2 separate regions of the Mus musculus genome follow, and region 1 is linked to region 2. Evidence: chromatin contacts called from public Micro-C data. All regions are on one chromosome and are shown on one strand. The core of a region is the stretch at or near the end of the contact, and the rest is flanking DNA. Distances in the headings are between cores, read along the strand shown. Region 1 overlaps Ppme1 (protein phosphatase methylesterase 1). Region 2 holds the start of P4ha3 (procollagen-proline, 2-oxoglutarate 4-dioxygenase (proline 4-hydroxylase), alpha polypeptide III).

The links. Hi-C and Micro-C count contacts between places; a contact is called where the count stands out from the background.
Region 1: a Micro-C map of granulosa cells shows a contact between it and region 2, with 2.6 times the contacts expected there. The contact joins the enhancer-like site here to the promoter of P4ha3 in region 2. A contact is called at or near these places in 22 of 39 promoter capture datasets (the 3T3-L1 cell line, 3T3-L1-derived adipocytes, HPC-7-derived erythroid cells and 15 more), 7 of 15 datasets of contacts at CTCF or cohesin (the G1E-ER4 cell line, the NIH/3T3 cell line, embryonic stem cells and 3 more), 181 of 484 Hi-C or Micro-C datasets (the 3T3-L1 cell line, 3T3-L1-derived adipocytes, the 4T1 cell line and 93 more), 34 of 115 datasets of contacts at active chromatin or transcription factors (the NIH/3T3 cell line, SST interneurons, astrocytes and 26 more) and 6 of 9 other capture datasets (adipose tissue, embryonic stem cells, embryonic tail and 3 more).

What each region holds. Positions count from the first base shown.
Region 1 is chr7:100,331,968-100,338,120 of GRCm38.p6, forward strand. Ppme1 (protein phosphatase methylesterase 1) reads right to left here. Exons shown (of 14, transcript NM_028292.2): 10 at 3,081-3,210; 11 at 1,961-2,005. Among named protein-coding and RNA genes, the nearest start is that of Ppme1, 37 kb to the right of the region's middle. Within about 2 kb of position 4,169, at least 1 of the 459 cell types and tissues checked has an H3K27ac peak or open chromatin away from gene starts, as enhancers often do. A contact at or near this core is called in granulosa cells, where this site is marked.
Region 2 is chr7:100,280,876-100,286,845 of GRCm38.p6, forward strand. P4ha3 (procollagen-proline, 2-oxoglutarate 4-dioxygenase (proline 4-hydroxylase), alpha polypeptide III) reads left to right here and starts at 4,645. Exons shown (of 13, transcript NM_177161.4): 1 at 4,645-4,851. The coding sequence starts at 4,658.

The DNA of each region.
Region 1 (6,153 bases), core at 2,919-5,418, 51 kb after region 2:
CTCCTCATCTCTGTACCTCACAGGTCACTGGGCAGCCCAGGAGGCCCTCCCCCAGGATAGTCTGATGAGTGTAACTGGACCCATGTTGTGCTCCCTTCACAGTTCAATTTTGCCTATGTACTTTCCTTCCTACTTGGTGTACATTTACTTTGGGCAGAAAACCCAGCCCCTGTGCTCACAGAGTTCAGTCCAGTGGGAGAGTAAAACACAACACTAATGGTATTATGGTTCCAGGGGTAAAAAGGGTCACACAGACTGTAAAAATGTGGCAAGGGTCTTGATGATCCAGCAGGCATCCAGGCAGGCTTCTGCACAGACAGAATAGCCCACTCAAAGGAGAGGTGGCTAGAAATGGCAATTACCCATGGAAATAAAAGAGAAGCCTGGCTTGGTGCTGATGTGAGTGGCTAGCAATGGGGCTGCAGTGGAAAAGAATCTATATTAAGAATATTGAAATGGATCATTACAAAGTACAGCAGATGAGTATTTAACAATGTGCCAGGCACTGTAAGATGTGCTTTCTCACACTGTCTTACAGAATACTGAAAGCTCACAACTTATAGTAATGTGGGGGGTGTGGTTACTTGGGATTGAAACTAGGGCCCCAAGCCTGATACTCAAACAAACCAGTGAACTATACTCCGAACCCTAATATGACAATTATTAAAAGTGAGCAACAACTGGGTATGTAGCTTTCCTAGAGTGTGCTGGCCAAGGGTTTGATATAAGAGTACGGAAAGCTGAGCTGGGCTACAGCATGAGCAGCAGGGTGTGCCTGGCACCAGAGGACTGTAGTTAAATGCTAACAACTACTGGGGTGGGGAAGGTGTGAGAGGCGTTTTACTCTCTGAGCCCAGTTTTTCCACTTAAATGTAGGAGAGCTGGAGCATCCTTGTGGTGCTAACGCAGGCGCAGCAGCAGCTTTCTCCTACAGCCATAGTTCACGTCTTCAGCGTACTATTCCACCCACTGTTAAAGCTGACTCTACAATCACAGGGCTAAGGAAACTAGCTCTGACTGGGGCAACGTCCCGTCCAAGGCTGTGTAATTAGTGAAGGAACTGAGGCCATACCATTCATGAAGACTACTAATGGCCCTCCTCCTGCACAAGGCAGCCTCTCTTTCACATCTCTTATATTACTGACTCATATGATTCTAACATAGAGCAAGAAATGGGTCCTGCTCCATCCACTGCTGCACGGCCCTCACATCTGCATTGTGTGTGGTGCTCATGCCCACCACACTTTGGCACCCTTGAGGCTGGCACCAACACTCTCATTTTACCCGTGAACAGCCTTCCAGCTGATACAGATTACTGGGAAAGCAGCATCTAAAACTCACCACACCCTGAAGCTCTCTCTTCTCTCTCCTCACCATGATGTCTTCTAACAGACTTTATACCCTTTGGTACCTATATTTTTCTTTCTTAAACTCTGAACATAAAAGAACACTCAGAAAATTATGTCTATTCCCAGTGTTAGACACCTATGTAAAACCTAATAGTTTCCAGACGAATCACTCCATCTTAATCCTTCCATCAGGGATCATAGCTAACATAATAACTCCCATTTTTAGTTGGGGGGAAAAGACAATCACTCTTCAAAAAAAGGAAGATACCTTGGGAGGCAGAGGCAGGAGGATCTTTGAGTTTTAGGCCAGCCTGGTTTACATAGTGAGTTCTAGGATAGCCAGAGATACCCTGCCTGGGGTGGAGTGGGGATAAAACAAAACAACAACACCCCCCCCCCCCCGTAACAAAACAAAACAAAACAAAACAAAAGGGAAGGGAAGATACCGGCCCACAGTCCCCTGGGGTTGGCGGGGAGGTGTCCAGCAGAGCTGGACTCTAATGCTCATGCTCTCTCAGTGTATTCACCACCCCAGAATATCAATTTTCCTAGGATTGCCCATCTCCTTGCCCTTAGAAAAGGACCCATGGCACAATTGCTGGATGACTTACCCTGCATCTGGCCTATGGTCAGATCTTTATCCAATCTGTCAACACCTAGAACAAAACAGGAGAATCTGAATAGCTCCCTGGAAAAGGCCTTGTGCAATGGGTTTTGCTGCGTACTGAGTAAACACTGCTACAGAACTATAAAGACCACTGCACTTTCAATCAGATGGATACAATTCTTTGACTCCCATATTCTCAACAGATGAAAAATTTTGGGTTGAGATTTCTGGGTAATAATGTTCATTTTTAAAATTTATTTATAAATAAATTTATGTATAAGTATTTTGTTTATATGTATATATATATGTACCACATATGCACCTGGCACATGTGGAGGTCAGAAAAGGGTGTTAGAACTGGAGTTACAAATGGTTGTGAGCCACGTATGGGTAGTGGGACCTGAATTCAGGTTCTCTGGAAGAATAACAAGTATCTTTAACTGCTAAGCAATCAGTGCAGCCCAATCATGTGCACTACAGATGTTTAGATGAAAATATCATTTTACTGTCTCAATTCTCACAGCGTTCAGAATGCTCTAGGAGTTGGGTTCAGTCAGGTACTCAGGGCAACACCACGCAGCACTGGAGGGGTTTAAACCTGTTAGGTTTAGGCCTGTACAGGGGCAGTTTAGAAGGGGGTTTCTCTACTTTAGAAGTCACACCCATGTTGGTTAATCTTAACAGTTGTGATGAGGTCACATCTAGATGACAGTATTCTGACAATTCTATGGACGCACTGTCCCACAATTCATGGGGAAGCCATAACCTCCAGTGGATTTGAAGATGGGGTCTACAAAAGATAAAATGAGGTTGTAGGGGTAGGGGGGGTCTCTGACACAATACCATTATTGTCCTTGTAAAAGACCCCAGAAAACTGTCTTGCTTTCTCTTATCCATGTGAAAGCACAGAAGGTCTGTGAACCAGGAAGACCTGAGAACGTAGTCCAACCCAAACCCAAACCTCTAATCTTACACTGTCAGCCCCGACGGTGAGAAACGCAGGGTTCAGTTCTTGAAGCCACCCAATCTATTTGAGTATTTCAAATATTTGATTATTTCAGCCAAGGAAACACACACACACACACACACACACACACACACACACACACACACACACCACTTACCTGCCAAGAGCAGCAGTTTAGGAATAGGACAGCTAAGAAAGAGATTGGATAAGCCCCGGAACCAGCCATCCCAGTACTTTTCTGTTTTTGCCAGCTCAATTCTCCAGGTGTATGGGTGATCCTTCTTGGTCTGTAGGAATGAAAGCAAGGTGAGCCTGAGGGTGAGCAGGTCTGGGGTGAGGAAGGGGAGCCAGCACAGGTGAGAACCCACTACAGCCCAGATACTCAGTGTGCATTGAACCCTTCTCACAGCACTGCCCGCTGCTCTAATTTTGACTTTTGGATAACCCTAAGCTTTCTTTTTCACTCCTATTTGCTTTCTTCTGGTTCTCATAAGTCTCCTGCCTCAACCTCCCAAATGGCCAGTACTACAAACAAGGTCTGACACAACCACTGGTAACTTTTGGTAAATTTAGGAAGCAAATAATTATTGAGCCAAGATGGAACTTTTCTTTCAGTGAGTAAAAAGGACAGATCATCAAAGAGCCATACAAAGACCACAGTGTAGTAAAACAAAAGAATGTTCCCCACCCTGAAACCAACCTAAGTGAGAGACAAAGCAGAGCCTCCTCCAAGCTAGGATCACTATCAGAGGACTGTGGTAGACGTCCTCAAGAGAACAAGCTCAGTTGTGAGTACAGGGCTGTTTTCTTAGTTCTGAACTGATGACAATGACCAGGAACAGTCATTCTAAAAAGGTGACATGACAAATGTGTCTACATCTGCCTTCTCCTGACAACTGGGTGGCGAATGGCGCACAGTGTGCTATCAAATAGCTGGGCTGTGGTCATACACACCTTTAATCCCAGCACGGGGAGGGGGGGGGACGGGGACAACGGGACGACAGATGCAGGCAGATCAGAGTTCAAGGCCAGCCTGGTCTACAAAGCAGGTTCTAGAACAGCCAAGGCTCTACAGAGAAACCCTGTCTTGAAAAACAAAAACCAAAACCATCAAACAGAAATGTAGGTAGACTACTAAGTGATCCCATACTTGCCTGAATCATGGAACTAGGTCAGATACAACTGAAACAATCACAGGATGGTGCACCAACTGCAACATGGAATCTAGATGTGGACGAGACGACACCATCTGCTCAAGGTCAGTAAGTGACTAAGATGTCCACATCACCCAAAGTGACTCACAGTCAGTGGGATCCAAGTCTAAATGGTGCTTTTTGATATTTTAATGATTCTAAAATTATCTAAGATTACATACAATTCTGAATATCTAACCAACTTTGCAAAAGAAGATAACTCATTTTTTACTTCAAAACAGTATAATCTGTAGTAATTAAAAGTTTCTGGGGGGAAAAAAGGGGCTGGAGAGATGGCTCAGTGGTTAAGAGCACTGACTGTTCTTCCAGAGGTCCTGAGTTCAATTCCCAGGAACCACATGGTAGCTCATGGCCATCTGTAATGAGATCTGACGCCCTCTTCTGGTGTGTCTGAAGACAGATACAGTGTACTCACATAAAATAAATAAATAAATTTTTAAAAAAGTTTCTGACTTAGAGAATACAGTTCAGTGGCACAGGTTTAGCATGTTGAGGCCTATGAACCATAAAACCAAGAAAGTTTATAGTGTCATTAAAGACAGACAAGGGAAACAGAGTCCTAGAAGTGGACATTGAGTACACGGTCAAATGACCTCTGCTAAGGGTATCAAGAGTATTGGTGGGGCACAGGCCCCCTTCACAGTGCTGAGGTAAACAAGTGCAGCATGTCAGAGAACATTGAGGCACTGAGAATGAAAAGATGCCCCACAACAATAGGCAACAATGAGACATGAGCTTGTAGTACAAGCACTCTGGAGCTGAGACAGGAGACTGCCAGTGTGAGGCCAGCTTGAACTAAAGAATAACACTCTTATCTTAAAAACCGAACCAGAACCTCCCTCAATGAGATGCTACTTCACAATACCCAGACTGCTACAGTCAGAGACAGGCAGCAATATGAGAACTAGATGGAGAAACCAGAAGCCTCATTTTCTCAGCTCTCCACAGTGAAAAAAGTTCTATAGAAAAATCTATATATTTGTCATTGGGGTGGGGGGAGGAGTGGTTTTGAGTGCCTCCCACTGACCTACATGCCTGGCCCTTTCTGCTTTTCTTGTTCTTGTAATTTTTAAGACAGGTGTTACTAAGTCACCCAACTTTCAAACTTATTTTGTCCAGTCAGGCCTCAAATTTGTGATCCCTCTGCCTCAGACTCCCAAGTCCAATTTCTGAATTAAGATGCTACTATATTGCAATATGAGAGAAAAACCTCCCTTCACCTTACGGGGTTTTGAGGCCCCAAAACATGAGGCATTCTTTATATATTTGCAAATTCTAAAGAAGTATGAAATATTCTGATCAACGATCTTAAGAATGGCTGAGAGATCCTCATTAAATAAAAAATACTTTGAAAAGATGTACTCTTCTTGCCAACAGCAGCATCCCCAAAGGCAAGGGATTATGTGGTAACACAACCTTACCTGGCATTAAGAAGTCACCATCCGCCCTAGGAAGTCACTAACACCTCACCAAGCAGCACTATCCATCAGCAGCCTCAAACAGTTGCTCCACCAGAATCCCTACTTACACAGACACGAAATAACATAATTTGTTTGCTTGGGTAATGATTTCTATTAAATTCAAAGGCAACAGGAGGCATCACTGACAGTCAGGCGTCCACAGCATCTTTAAATGTGGTTTAATTATTAAGACCTGATATAAGAAATTTTCAGGGCTGGTGAGATGGCTCAGTGGGTAAGAGCACCCGACTGCTCTTCCGAAGGTCAGGAGTTCAAATCCCAGCAACCACATGGTGGCTCACAACCATCCGTAACAAGATCTCTCTTCTGGAGTGTCTGAGGACAGCTACAGTGTACTTGCATATAATCAATAAATAAATCTTTAAAAAAAAAAAAAAAAAAAAAAAGAAATTTTCAGAAGTGGTACACTGCACCATATCGTTGTAAGTGTACGATGCAGATGGACTGATAGACACTGAGGTCAGAAAGCTTGTTCCAAGAGACAAGCCTTGAGAGGCAGTAAGAGCTGGACAGTCATAGGATACAGATACAAAAT
Region 2 (5,970 bases), core at 3,395-5,894:
CTTCATTGTTAACTTTTTAGATTTATTTTTTCCACTTTATGTGTGTATGAATGCTTTGTTTGTGTGCATGTGTGTGCACTGCAAGGGTGCCTGGTACCCGCAGAGGCCAGAAAAGGGCATCAGACCCTCTGGAACTGGGCTTACACATTGGTTGTGAGCTGCCACGTGGGTGATGGAAATCAAAGCCAGGTCCTCTGCAAGAGCTGCAAGTGCTCTCAATGGCTGAGCCATCTCTCCAGCCCAGTGATGGTTAGAGTCACCATGGAAACAAAACTCACAGATCTGTAAGGGATTATCTAGATTAGGATAAATGAATCAGGAAGACCCATCTTAACTCTGGGTGGTACCATCCCATGGGCTGTGGTCCTGGACTAAACAAAAAGAAGAAAGGGAGCTGAGCCCAAGCAGTGGATAATGGAAGTATGGGAGCCTGGCCATGATGGACTGTGTGTATTCCCTGAAACTGTAAGCCAAACCCTCCCTTTCTAAATTGCTTTGTCACATATTTTTGTTGCACTAAATGAGACAGTTAACTAATATATATACTCCATGGATTCATTGTCAGGAAAAAAAAATGGAGGTAAGTATTATAAAAGGTTTAACAGAAGACTGAGATAGTGACTCTTTAAAGAAGAGAGAGGCAGATGGATCGCCCTGAATGCTTTTCTACTTAATTCTTTCCTTTTGAGTGCATGCCCCATTAGGCACACTCCATTAGGCAGTCCTGCCCGCCCAATGCTTATGATCTAGTAGCAGCAGACAGCTATTTCCCACAAAAAAGCAAGACACTATGAGAGTGATAAATTATTCTAATGGAAAAAATATAGGGTGTGTTTCTAATGGAAAATATGGGAACTTTAACTTAGCCTGCAGACAAAATGTCCCCAAGGAGATGACTCAAAGGATGAAAAGGAGGTAGTCAGAAATTACTCATGAGTCGGGAAAGAGCCTGACAGGAGCCAGAAATGACAAGACCAAAAGGCAGCACACTGAGAAGGAGGGAGGGAAGGAGGGGGGGAAGGAGGGAGGGAGGGGGCAGGGGAGGGGCACAGGATGAGCTCAGAGGAATGGCTGTTTTCAAAGATGCTGCTCCATTTTCCTGCCATCGTACTTATTTGAAAATCTTGATATTTTCCTCAATCCTTTTATTCTTATATTTTTTTCCTAAAAAAGTAACATTTCCCAAAAGCTAAAAATGCTTTTCATTTTTTGACCTTCAAAAATACAGGTTTAAAACATAAAGTCCAAACAAGAAACCACAGCAGCTTTCTAAACACCAAAAGGAACTTGAGACCTAAGAATGTTCAAAAACATCTTCCCTACTAAAGGAATTCAAAAGAATTTCTATGCTGTAGGATATTCTTTTAGGAAAGACGAAATGTACATTTTACCCTGTCTTGCCCACAGTGTGCAGATACAAAAACCTGGAGAAAATGCATGAGGCAGGAGCATTTGAGGACTCTGAACTCCTAATACTTGTATCCAGTTCTAGCAAATAAATGGCAGAGTGGGTTAACTGAAGCCCCAGGGGTGGGGGGACACAAGGAACTGGCAAGTGTCAGGACACAGTGGGGAAGGCCTCAAGAGTGAAATTCTGTAACTCCTAGGCCCAGTATTAATCAGTATGTTGTGGATTTGATGCTTAAGAGCATTGCATAGGCTTGAGTACTGAGACACAGAGTACACCACTGTCCACATCCCAAACTGCCCAATTGTGTGCACAACCTGAATGCATCTGAATGTCACTGCAGCTGAAGTAGTGTTGGTGTTGCAGTTGCAGAGGTAAGTCACATGGGACCCGAGACTACCTGGAATAATGGCGTGCCAGAGAGAAAGTAAAGAAGAGCCAGACACGTAGGACATAAAATTCCAACTGTCCAGTGTTCAATCCAAGAATTCTTAGCATACAAAGAGTAAAGAAAATCTCAATTAGCATAAAAAGGAAATAAAAGAGAAAAACAAAACAGAAAAGGCAGCCGATAAATGTTGATGACAACAAAGCACAAATGTTGAAGGTGTTGAAAACAATGTTAGACGATGCTCTAGGAAGCCCGGGTGAGCATGCTTGAAATGAAGAGAAAGCTGAGAAAGACAGAAGACAAGAGGACAAACCAAATAGAAATGCTAAGACTGATTGCAGAATTGAGGTGACAGAGGAGTTGGCATATTTAAACACAGATCCACAGAAAGTGTGTAATGTGAATGAGAGAAAAATCACTTTAAAAATAACCCGAGCCTCAAAGACCTGATAGGAAGTACCAGATTTCTGCATTCAAAAAATTCAAGACAATTCAGGAAAAAAAAAAAAAAGTAGGACCAGTTCTCAAATTTGATAAAAGTCACAACTTACAGAAGCAAGACATTTAAGTGACCTCTAAAAAGGACAAACTCAAAGAATTCGATGCCTAGCATTAAACTGCTGAAAGATAAAAGCAAAGGAAATATGACAGAAAACTCTTTGAAACTAGCTAGAGAGAACGTTACCAGAGTGACTGAAGGAGCTGGGCATTTTCCACAGAGGACAGAGAACGTTAAGGTGCCAGAAGGAAAGCAATGTGAACGTGAAATTTTATAGCCAGGGAGACAAGCCTCAGCAATAAAGCAATCCTAGAGGAAAGAACATTAAGAGACTCCATTGCCATGCAGCCTGCTCTAAAACAGTTGCTATGGAGACTGAATCAAGAACCAAAACATCTCCCAAAAGAAAGCTTAGAATTAACTGACTTTAATGGTGAATTCTTCAAGCTACTCAAAGAAGAACAAATTTCAATCCTTTCCAGATTCTTCTAAACTGTAGGAAAGGAGGGAACAATTCCCACTGTGATCTCTGAAATTAGTTTTACATTGATATAAAGACCAGACAAAAATAATTCGAGAAAACTATGGGCTACCTTCTCTTATAATAAAGATACAAAAATGTTACAACAAAATATCAACAAACAAAATCCAGCAACATATTAATGTGAATGTGCATTGTGACCTAAGAGGATTTACATTAGGCATTTGAGGTTGGTTTAACATACAATAATTTATGTAACACCCTATATGGACGTGGATGGGGAAAACTCAGCTCAGGCCTTCAGTAAGAGCAGTGTGTATGCACTCTTAGCTGCTGGCCTTCTCACCCGCCCAAGTTTCCTATTGCTTAGACAAGTTATCACAAACTCTGGGGCTTATAATAACCCAGATTTTTTTATCCTACTGCCTCAGAATTCAGAAGTCTGAACCGATGTATTAGACTTTTTCAGCACTGTGACCAGATATCTGACAGACACACTGTAACAGAGAAAAGATTTCTTTGACTCCTGGAGCCCATCATGAAAAGGAAGGTGTGTTGGCAGGTCTTGCCCCGTCTGGTGGCTAGCATATGTGGCCGGTGCTCACATCCAGCAGACAGAAACCTGATGGCTCTGGCCAGCAGTGAAGCCTTAGTGAACCTAGTGGAGTATGTAAGCCCTACTTCCCCAAAGCTCCATAGCTTGGTTTTTACCAAGTATTCAAGAGGATGAAACTGTGAGGTTCATTTCAAATTCAAACCGTAACGAATAGGTGTCACGAGATAAAATCAAGGTATTGGCAGATCTGTTCTTCCTGCAGACTAGGAAAGATCTGTCCCCCAGCCTTCTCAACCTTCTAGAAGCTACCTACAACCTGTTACTCACAGACCGTTTATCCATTTTCAAAGTCGCAACACAGCATCATCAAGTCTCTGATTTGGCTGTTATTGTCCTGTATCTTTCTTTGCCGTTTGTTTGTTTGTTTTTCGAGACAGGGTTTCTCTGCCTCCCAAGTGCTGGGATTAAAGGCGTGGGCCACCACCGCCCGGCTTTTTCTTTGCCTTTTTAAAAGGACCTTGGCAACTGCGTTGAGCTCACCAGGATAATCCAGGATGGCCTAAAGTCAAGATACTGTTAGAACTACACACATTGACTCTGTGAAGCTCTCTCCCCATCAAAGCATGCCAGGGGAAGCCCCTCTTTGGGGATGAGGTCCTCACCCATTGCACACAGCCTGTGGTTGCCCATTTTGTGTTTTTATGGTGGTTTACATTTCCATTTCCCTTTATGAGCAGCGGGCTGCATCTGCACCTACTATAGCACAGATGTTACTGAACACTTAAATGAATGAGTAAATGAATAAACATTGCTGGGCAAAAGGGATAGCGGGGTGAAAGAAACAAGCAGCCTAGTAGAATATAATGATGGTATTTTTGTGTGACTCTGTAGTGACTCGATCCTAGAGTTTCAGCTTCTGTAAGTCCTAGCCATCTTTCAAGATCACCTGAGGTCCTGTCCTCTGTGAAGACTTTACCCCTCTGCCCCAGCCACCTGCACTTCTGTCACCATGCTGTGTCACCCTTTGGAGTTCCCCTCATAATCCAGAGGTTTTTGTGTCCTCCCCTGTCCCACAGGAGGAATTTGGATGATGGCTCAGCACGGCTGTAACTAGAGAAATCACTGCTCACCCGCGCTCGCCTCAGTTCCCCCAAATGTGACAGGCACGGTGGAATCAGTGTGGAGTTAGCGGCGGGCCAGGCACTAAGGAATTCAGTGCTGAGGGGACGGAGGCGGCCAAGGGCGGGCGACGGAAGGCTGCGGGCGGGCGGGCGGGCCGGGGCGGCGCCGGGCGAGAGCGCGGAGGGACGCGCGACCCTGCGATGGGCCCAGGGGCGCGGCTGGCTCTGCTGGCGCTGCTGGCGCTCGGGGGAGACCCCGCGGCGGCCACGGGGCGGGAGGACACGTTCTCCGCGCTGACCAGCGTGGCGCGCGCCCTGGCGCCCGAGCGCAGGCTGCTGGGGACACTGAGGCGCTACCTGCGCGGCGAGGAGGCGCGGCTGCGCGACTTGACCAGGTGAGGGCGTCTCCAGGGAGCCGGGATGCTCAGCGACTGAGGGTGAGGAGTAACTGAGGCCCAAAGTGACTTCCAGACCCAACTGTCATGTGGTGGGGACCCTGAGACACTTTGAAGGGGAATGAGGAGTTCTGTGTCACTCTCTCTCTCTCTCTCTCTCTCTCTCTCTCTCTCCCTCTCTCTCACTCTCTGTGTCTGTCTGTCTGTCTGTCTGTGTCTGTCTCTTTGTCTCTGTGCCTGTCTCTCTGCCTCTTTGTGTGTGTGTCTCTGTCTCTCTGTTCCGGTCTCTGTCTCTCTCTGTGTCTATGTGTCTGTATGTATGTGTGTTTGTCCGTGTCTCTGTCTCTTTCTGTTTCTCTGTCTCTCCCTGTCTCTCTGTCTCTCACTCTCTGTCTCTGTCACACACAAACACACACCCCGGGGTGTGACACCACCCCCCATCCACCTTCACATGTCCAAGTTGATACACTGTGAAAAAGTGTAGGTAGCATGGAGATTCTAGAGTCCAGTTGGATCTCACAAATACTGTGTCAAGCAGCAAATGACCTTGGACTTCTTGTCAAGTTACTGCTGACACAGTAGAATGCTGTGGTGACCATTATAGCTCTTATTTCTTTTTCCATGGGTAAAAGTTCTCTGAATGTAAGTAGTAGCTGAGAGGTTGTATGTATGTGAAAATGTCTGACTCCAAAGAAAACACTGTGAAAAACTACTTCACACGGGGTAATACTGGGAGTAGTGTGCACAAACACACAGCCAACATTATTTTTTATGCAGTCAGCAAAGTAGAGTTAGATCCTGGAAGGTAAACTGTTGTAAAGTGTGGGACTTAGAGCACTAATCAGTGTCCAAGATGAAAAAGGAATGCTTGCATATGATACCAACATGTCTTGTGCCTTCTTTGCTTTGGACACTGAGAAGCCCACGGACTATAAGGCACAGTTGTTTCCACATAAATCCAATTGATCTTACAAACTTGTCTAGACAGAGCAGAAGCACATCATTTGATTTCCAGTAACTTTAAATTTCAAATCCATTCCCATGCCAACCCGCCCTGCTCCACTCCCACAAATGTTTATAAGAAATGGTCATGAAGGACAGCCAGTTTCGTAAGGGTTG